2 separate regions of the Danio rerio genome follow, and region 1 is linked to region 2. Evidence: chromatin contacts called from public Hi-C data. All regions are on one chromosome and are shown on one strand. Each heading gives the region's core, a stretch centred on a gene start, on an enhancer-like site or on the middle of the called end of the contact. The rest is flanking DNA. Distances are from core to core; before and after follow the strand shown.

Region 1 (3,498 bases), core at 402-2,901, 620 kb after region 2:
ATACACTCAAACAGACACATACAGTAGGTGACAATTTCTGCTTTAGTCTAAGTCTGCTCTAAGGGATTTTTAACAGGCTTTCTCTAACTGAAAATGATGTTTATAGAGCTTGATGTATATTTCATCACCATGAGTAGGCTATCTGCTTTCTGACTGTTTAAAACGCCAATTAATTAATCTTCTACCGTCTTCATATCTTACTGTACTCTTTCTAAAGAATAAGGTATTGTTTCTGGGCTAAGTTTATTTTTTTCAGCCTCCAACCTAAATGTCACACAAATATTAAAAATATTTTAATCGCGAGATTGTTACCAACTTCATAAATCGCTGTTATGACTTTTTAATTCGTCATAATCGAAACCCTGACAAAAACTAATACACTGCTGCCACCTAGAGCACATTATCATAGTGCATGTGTGTTTGAACATGAGAAAAGCGGGAAAAAAAAACATTAAGGAAGAGCAACATTTCTGCCAAATTAAGCATTTAACAGCGTTCATTTGGTGTTCAATAACTATAAATCAACATTAATGAAAATAAATATAACATTTGCTTTAATATATTTGTTTCCTTAAAATGGTGCATGCTGAAAATGTGACATTTAAAACTGCATTTAAAAGGCAAAATTTTATAAGTTATTTGTAACTTAAATTTACTTAATGAGTGAAAAAGTATCATGTTGTTATAGCATATATTATAGTATAGTATATATAGTATATATCACATAGTATATATAGTATCATAAATATTAAATAAATAATTATTATTATAATTTGTTTATTTTTAAATTAAGTAAAACAAGATTTAGGTTTCAGCTTCACTTGTACAAAAAAAGTTTTATGACATATATTCGAAGGCAGAATAATAACGTAAATAGATTTTTTCTTTCTTTTCTTTTTTCTTTTAAGAATTGCATTGGGTTTTAACAATACAATCATAATAACCATAACAATAGATGGCATCAAGTAAAATCATGAACAAGTAAAATGAATAATAATAATAATAATAATAACAAATAATAACATAAGATGATAAAAAACTATCAGGTAAACTATCAAATTAAATAATATTTACAAAATCCTTATAAATTTTCACAGTTTTAACACTTTTTTTGCTGTAAACATTTTAGACAATTAAAGTCAAATACAATTCTGCAACTTAGGTAATGATGAAGAAAACCTAAATTTATGAATAGAATTTTTACCCAATAAAATAAATAAATTGCCTCTAAATTCTGTTATTTTTGTCATAAGAAAAGTAGCAAATTAATTACGCATGGAAAAATCATTGTTAAACTCACATTTTGACGTAAAAAAGACGGATAAATCAGACCAAAATACCATAATATGTGGGCATTTAACATAAAAAGATCAATCGATTCGATACTTGAGTGACAGAAGACACAATTTGAATTAGGATTACCAAATTTAGAAACAATCTCGTTAGTGGGGTAGATATTGCGTAACACTACCTTTGTTTGGAATTTGTAAGGGAAGAGCTAGCTTTTTTCCAATTAATTTTATCTATTAGAGAATTCCAAAGAAATGCTTCCCTCTGAGTAATTATTTTCTTTGACAGAAACACATTTCTAATATTTTTATAATAACGTAAATAGCTCATTTAAGTTGTAAACGTTTGTTGACGTACTTCCGGTGACGTATTTGTTTTGAAGAAGAGTCAAAGGTGGGAGCGTCAGGCGGATCCGGGCGACAAGTTTTTTGATCAGATCGAAGCATAATTAGCTTCGTCTTTTGAGATTAAAAAAGTAGTTATACGAAACAGCTGAAAAGCGCTCTCTAGTTGGAAGAGTACTTTCGCAGAGGTATAATGGAGGCCGTTCCCAGGATGCCAATGATATGGCTGGAGCTTAAGGAAGCGGGGGACTTTGAGTTTAGTCCCACTGTCAGACAGGTGAGCCCATTTTTCAGGCTGTCGTACAACAGTGATCAGCTTTTTATGATTGTTACTGTTTCTGACTGACAGAAGTATGTCTAAAAGTGTTTTTGCGAAAGATTAATATGATGTAAGGTGACACTTTTAATTGATCACCAGTTAGAACTTTATTATGAAAGATTGTTGTCGCTTTTTATTCCATTTTCTTCATGTATGCCAAGCTTCCTTAGCACAATTTACATTTTAAAAAGCACTAAGTAATTAAAGATAACCTGGCTTTTTGAAACATATAGGAGTCTTTTTCAGTGCAAGTATTGCAAAACAGTTATTGCGCAGTTCTTTATACCGTTTTTTCTTTTTGGCAAGGAGCTGTATTTTTCTTTCAAGTGCAGAATTACTTTTAAATCTATTTAGCAGCAGTCATAAAGTGTAAATGGACATTGTCGTCATTAAACCAGCAAGCATATAGCATGTAACATGGCCATTTGAAAACCAAATGATCTTCTTCACATTTGCATTGACACCACACTACAAACTTTTAAAGACGTGTTCATGGACCCACGCATTTAACATATATTAAAATCAACATTTAACCATTTGATTGTTGTTAAAGTTTAGATTGTTATAAAATGTTTGTTTTCAGTGCATTGTTTCAAAATGTTATTATGTACAGAAGGTCAAATAATGAAAAATTAAACACGTCACCATTTTTCTCAGAAAATATAAAGCTGCTGTTGACTTGCAGTTTTCACCAGATGTCATTAACAAGTAAAATAATTGATACATACAAGAAAATAAACTAATAATTAGTATAGAAAATTAAGTTATTTCTAAACAAGTGCAGTGACACCAGAAAAAAGCAGTGAAACACATGAAGAAAGGGAGGTGTAAAAAGACATAGAAAGCGCAGACAGCAGCTGCAATTTCTCAGTAGCTAAAAAAGCAACCCTGCCTCTCGTCAGTGAAAATTAATTAATTAATTAGTTGCTTCAGTCCCAATACTAGGCATGTCATGATAAATGGTTTCAAGGTTTATTGTGCTTTAGAAACGTCAAGATTTAAAACCTCAAAATCTTTCTGTTATACTGTTCCTTGGATATATGTAATTTCATATATATATATATATATATATATATATATATATATATATATATATATATATATATATATATATATATATATACATAGATTTATTTATTTATTGTTTTTTTTTATTTTTACATGTTTTTACTAATATTTTAATTAGTTTTTTTTTTTTTTTTTTTTAAGAAAAGACCTTAAAGGACTATCCACATCATAAGCTACTGGTTAACCCATGATTCTGAAAAAGTCAGAACATCGTATAGGCCAACTATATATCTGAACAGTGCAGTGGCTTACTTTATATCCAAAGACAAGAAAGAAATTCAAATATGTCTTTTTTTAAAGTTGTAAAGAAATCTGTCTGTTTCAAACTAATGAATATAGCGGAGATCAATAATTTGTTTAAATTATTTAGACATGTTTACGGTTCCAAAATATTTAAAATGTTTCTTTATATAGAAATATACTGTTCACTTAACAAAAGTTGTTGCAATTTGAAAGTTAAAAAGCAGAAATTTAAAA
Region 2 (3,538 bases), core at 711-3,210:
ACGTGATTTCCTATCCTGTTTGAGCACTGGTTATCCCGATTTAGTGATCATGAAAAGTTCCTTTCCGGATCTGATTGATCCAATCCAATGTTGCTTTGAAAAACTTTGAAAAAGTAAGCTGGATTGCGTGATCACTGATCGCAAAAACAGGATTACTAAATCCGGATCAATTTTATCCGGATTAAACCTTTTGAAAAACCGGGCCCTGGAGTTTGTTTTCCAAATCAAACTTGCAAAGTCTAAAAGATGCAAGACTGAACTTTCTGTAGGCTACTTAATATTAAGCAAAAAGTTTCAGTCAGATTCCAGGTGAATGTCTACAGCCACGTCTTCGTTTTACACCCATCCACACTGACAGGGAGCAGCAGCATTTTAAAAAGAAAAACGGCCTCTTCAGGGCTCAAAAACTCTGGGATAATGTAAATGAAAGGCGTAATCGTAGCAAAACTTGCACGTTAAAACAGAAACATACTCAACTTAAGCTGTGGGTCATGTTATAGGTATTGTACTGAACTTCTGCTTTTAAAGCACATAACATCCAAGAAAAACAGTGCTAGACATGCTTGATAAACTTTTAAAATGGTAATAGACAATCATACCTGGCTGTATTTCCCATCTTTTATGTCCTTCTGTCTGTTCAGGAACCAGTCTGGGATTTTGTACTGGCGAGGGTTCTGCATAATAGTCACCACCCTCTCAACCTATTCAATAAAACCATAATCATTAAACATTTTAGACCTTTAAAAATTCCTTAAAGAATAATAAAATTTTTCACTTATTTTTCCACTTGCGTTTATCAAAAAATCTTTCTGGGTGGAATATAAACTGCTTTAGAACTTAATAAAATTGTGTCATCTGACATGAAATCTGTGTTGTAAGAAACAGTTCAATGTCCATTTAAACATTTACAAACCCACCTCATCCTCAGTGAGTTCTCCAGCCCTCTTATTTAAATCAATATCAGCTTTCCTCAGAACCACATGGGCATATCGCCTTCCAACACCCTATTAACGGAAGTAGATTACAATATTAAAAGCTTAAATCATATTAACATACAGAACAAAATTGATCTAGTTAAAATAGTTCACCTTAATAGCGGTGATGGCAAATGCGATTTTACGTCTTCCATCAATGTTCGTGTTGAGGACACGAAGGATGTGCTGAAACTTCTCTGGGATGACGAGGGACTGAAAATAAAAATAACAAAGTCAGCATGCATGACACCACAAGGTAATAGTATACAGAACAACTAGCTCCTTTATCCTCTTCTAATGAATTTTGGGCAAGCATTTCAGCACATTATTGTAACGGCTCCATACTGACCTTATGCAATTACATAGTACGCTTTAAATATTTAGGGGAAAAATTCATACATAAATTTGTGTCACAATACAGATGCTTAATTTTTAGCATGATCCTTAAAAACACTAGTATGGTGTCTTTTTGAAGCGGCGCGGTCAACAGGGTAGGAGATATCGGTAACTCTTTAAAACGTTAAATCCTACTTAATAGCTGAAATATTCATTAAAAATAGTTAAACGTGTATAAAGGACATACAATATTTTATCGGTACAACTGTACACAGATAAATAAGACCGATGATGCGTGATTTCAACTTAAGCTTTGAGAGTACCATTTCGCACTCACCATCTTGATCGCTGGTTCCGCGCAAAAAGGAAGTTGTCATGGTCTCGCGATATTTTCACCACTTGACACGCAAACTTTAGGGTGGTTCCGCCCTATTTTTTACGGTCTATGGTTCCGTCACCAAGTACATTTCTGATAGCCTGTTATCTAAACTAATATATAAAACCTATGAGGTTTAAAACGTATTATATTACTTATAAGATATTTAATATTGTTTTGTTTTAAATAACATTTCTTAAGATTTTCAAACGTAACACTGCATTTTCGCGGATTTAATAGTTTGGTAACAGGGACTAAAATCCTAAACGGACGTGTAGTTTTTATGTACTACAGACGGCATGGCGGAGGCGCTGATCGGTGGAGCTGTTCATATAAACACATCCGCTGATTCTGTGACCGGTGCGATGGCCTGTATAACGTTACACGATGAGGTAATCATCTTTTTTTTTTACATGAAACATCAGCTTTGGCTGTGATCATATTCCACATTTTTGACGTTACACCAGTAAATGCTAACAGCCCCAGAGCTGGATATAATAGAGATGTGTAGTTTGTTATTAAATATCATATAGTTTTAATGTAGTTCGTACAAAGGTTGGTTTAGTAATCGCGATTGCAATGGAGCTATGCAGGTTATTGCTTTATTCAAAATCTGAATATCCCACAAATTTTTGTGTGGCACCATAAGATCACGTGACCAATGTCTGCATTGAAAAAAAACTCACACATGATATTAAGGTACGAATTCAGAAAACACCGATTCTGAGAAGTCATCATGACACAATATGAAAGTATGATTTATCATTTGATGACGTCAATGGTAAAAACATACATATTTTACAAACGAACTTTTTAATGCAAATCATGATTTATAAAAAATAATTAAAAAACGCAGTTGCCCGTTTTTGCAAATGAACATACAATTGATTTGTTGATGATTTTTTTTTGTTATTGTTTTGTACTCTTATTTACCTGTAGGCTACGATGTACCTATCATGTAAATATGATTTTGATCACCAGTACAAATATTTTTGCAGTGCCATGGCACTCAGTGTTAAATATAACAGTTTAATATTACCAACAAAGCTCTTATACTGATATGTATGTTGCTTATGCAGCTGTGTTTCTTGCAGGATTTGGTAACACATTATATACATACTATATATATATATATATATATATATATATATATATATATATATATATATATATATATATATATATATATATATATAGTAACGGAATATATATATATATATGTATATATATATATATGTGTGTGTGTGTGTGTGTGTGTGTGTGTGTGTGTGTGTGTGTGTGTGAATGTGATTGAACCTCAAGTTCTCAACAGTTTTTAAAATGAAGTATCTGAAAGCAGGAGAAAAAGACTATGTACTTGGCAAGCTTTATGAGAACTACAATTCCGTGAATATTTGTAAATAGAAAAACTAAAAGGTTATAGTGCATCTGGAAATTATTCCCTGCTTCACTTTTTCATTATGTTATGTTACAGCCTTATTGTAAAATGGATTATATTCATCATTTAAGACAATGTGAATGATTTATTTATTTTTTTTGCAATAAATAAAGTACACAAGTACAATAATTACTTAAGGCATTTGCTTAATACTTTGTTTAAGTATCTCTGGCCCCAATCAAAGCCCTAAATTTAGCTGAGTCTGATGTTTCACACCCAAAAAAAAATTCTGTTTTTTTGTTTGTTTCTAGTCCAAATATCAATGCATGTGAAACAAACCTTTAAGGAATATTTACTGCACCTTATTGAATTTAGAGTCCACAAGGAAATAAGGCAGTCTGATTAGGTTTTAAGAAATTTCTCTTAAAGAATTTGACTGATGCACTGCATAAAACATGAATGAATGTTTCGAAG

The links. Hi-C and Micro-C count contacts between places; a contact is called where the count stands out from the background.
Region 1: a Hi-C map of hematopoietic stem cells shows a contact between it and region 2, with 2.1 times the contacts expected there. The contact joins the promoter of ptpn23b here to the promoter of vps52 in region 2. A contact is called at or near these places in 2 of 18 Hi-C or Micro-C datasets (hematopoietic stem cells and an unstated tissue) and 1 of 4 datasets of contacts at active chromatin or transcription factors (embryo).

What each region holds. Positions count from the first base shown.
Region 1 is chr19:21,497,949-21,501,446 of GRCz12tu, forward strand. It overlaps ptpn23b (protein tyrosine phosphatase, non-receptor type 23, b), which reads left to right and starts at 1,652. Exons shown (of 20, transcript NM_001044928.1): 1 at 1,652-1,911. The coding sequence starts at 1,828.
Region 2 is chr19:20,877,516-20,881,053 of GRCz12tu, forward strand. It overlaps vps52 (VPS52 subunit of GARP complex), which reads left to right and starts at 1,961. Exons shown (of 20, transcript XR_012394997.1): 1 at 1,961-2,078. It overlaps rps18 (ribosomal protein S18), which reads right to left and starts at 1,668. Exons shown (of 6, transcript NM_001423550.1): 1 at 1,648-1,668; 2 at 1,089-1,187; 3 at 918-1,004; 4 at 600-701. The coding sequence starts at 1,650.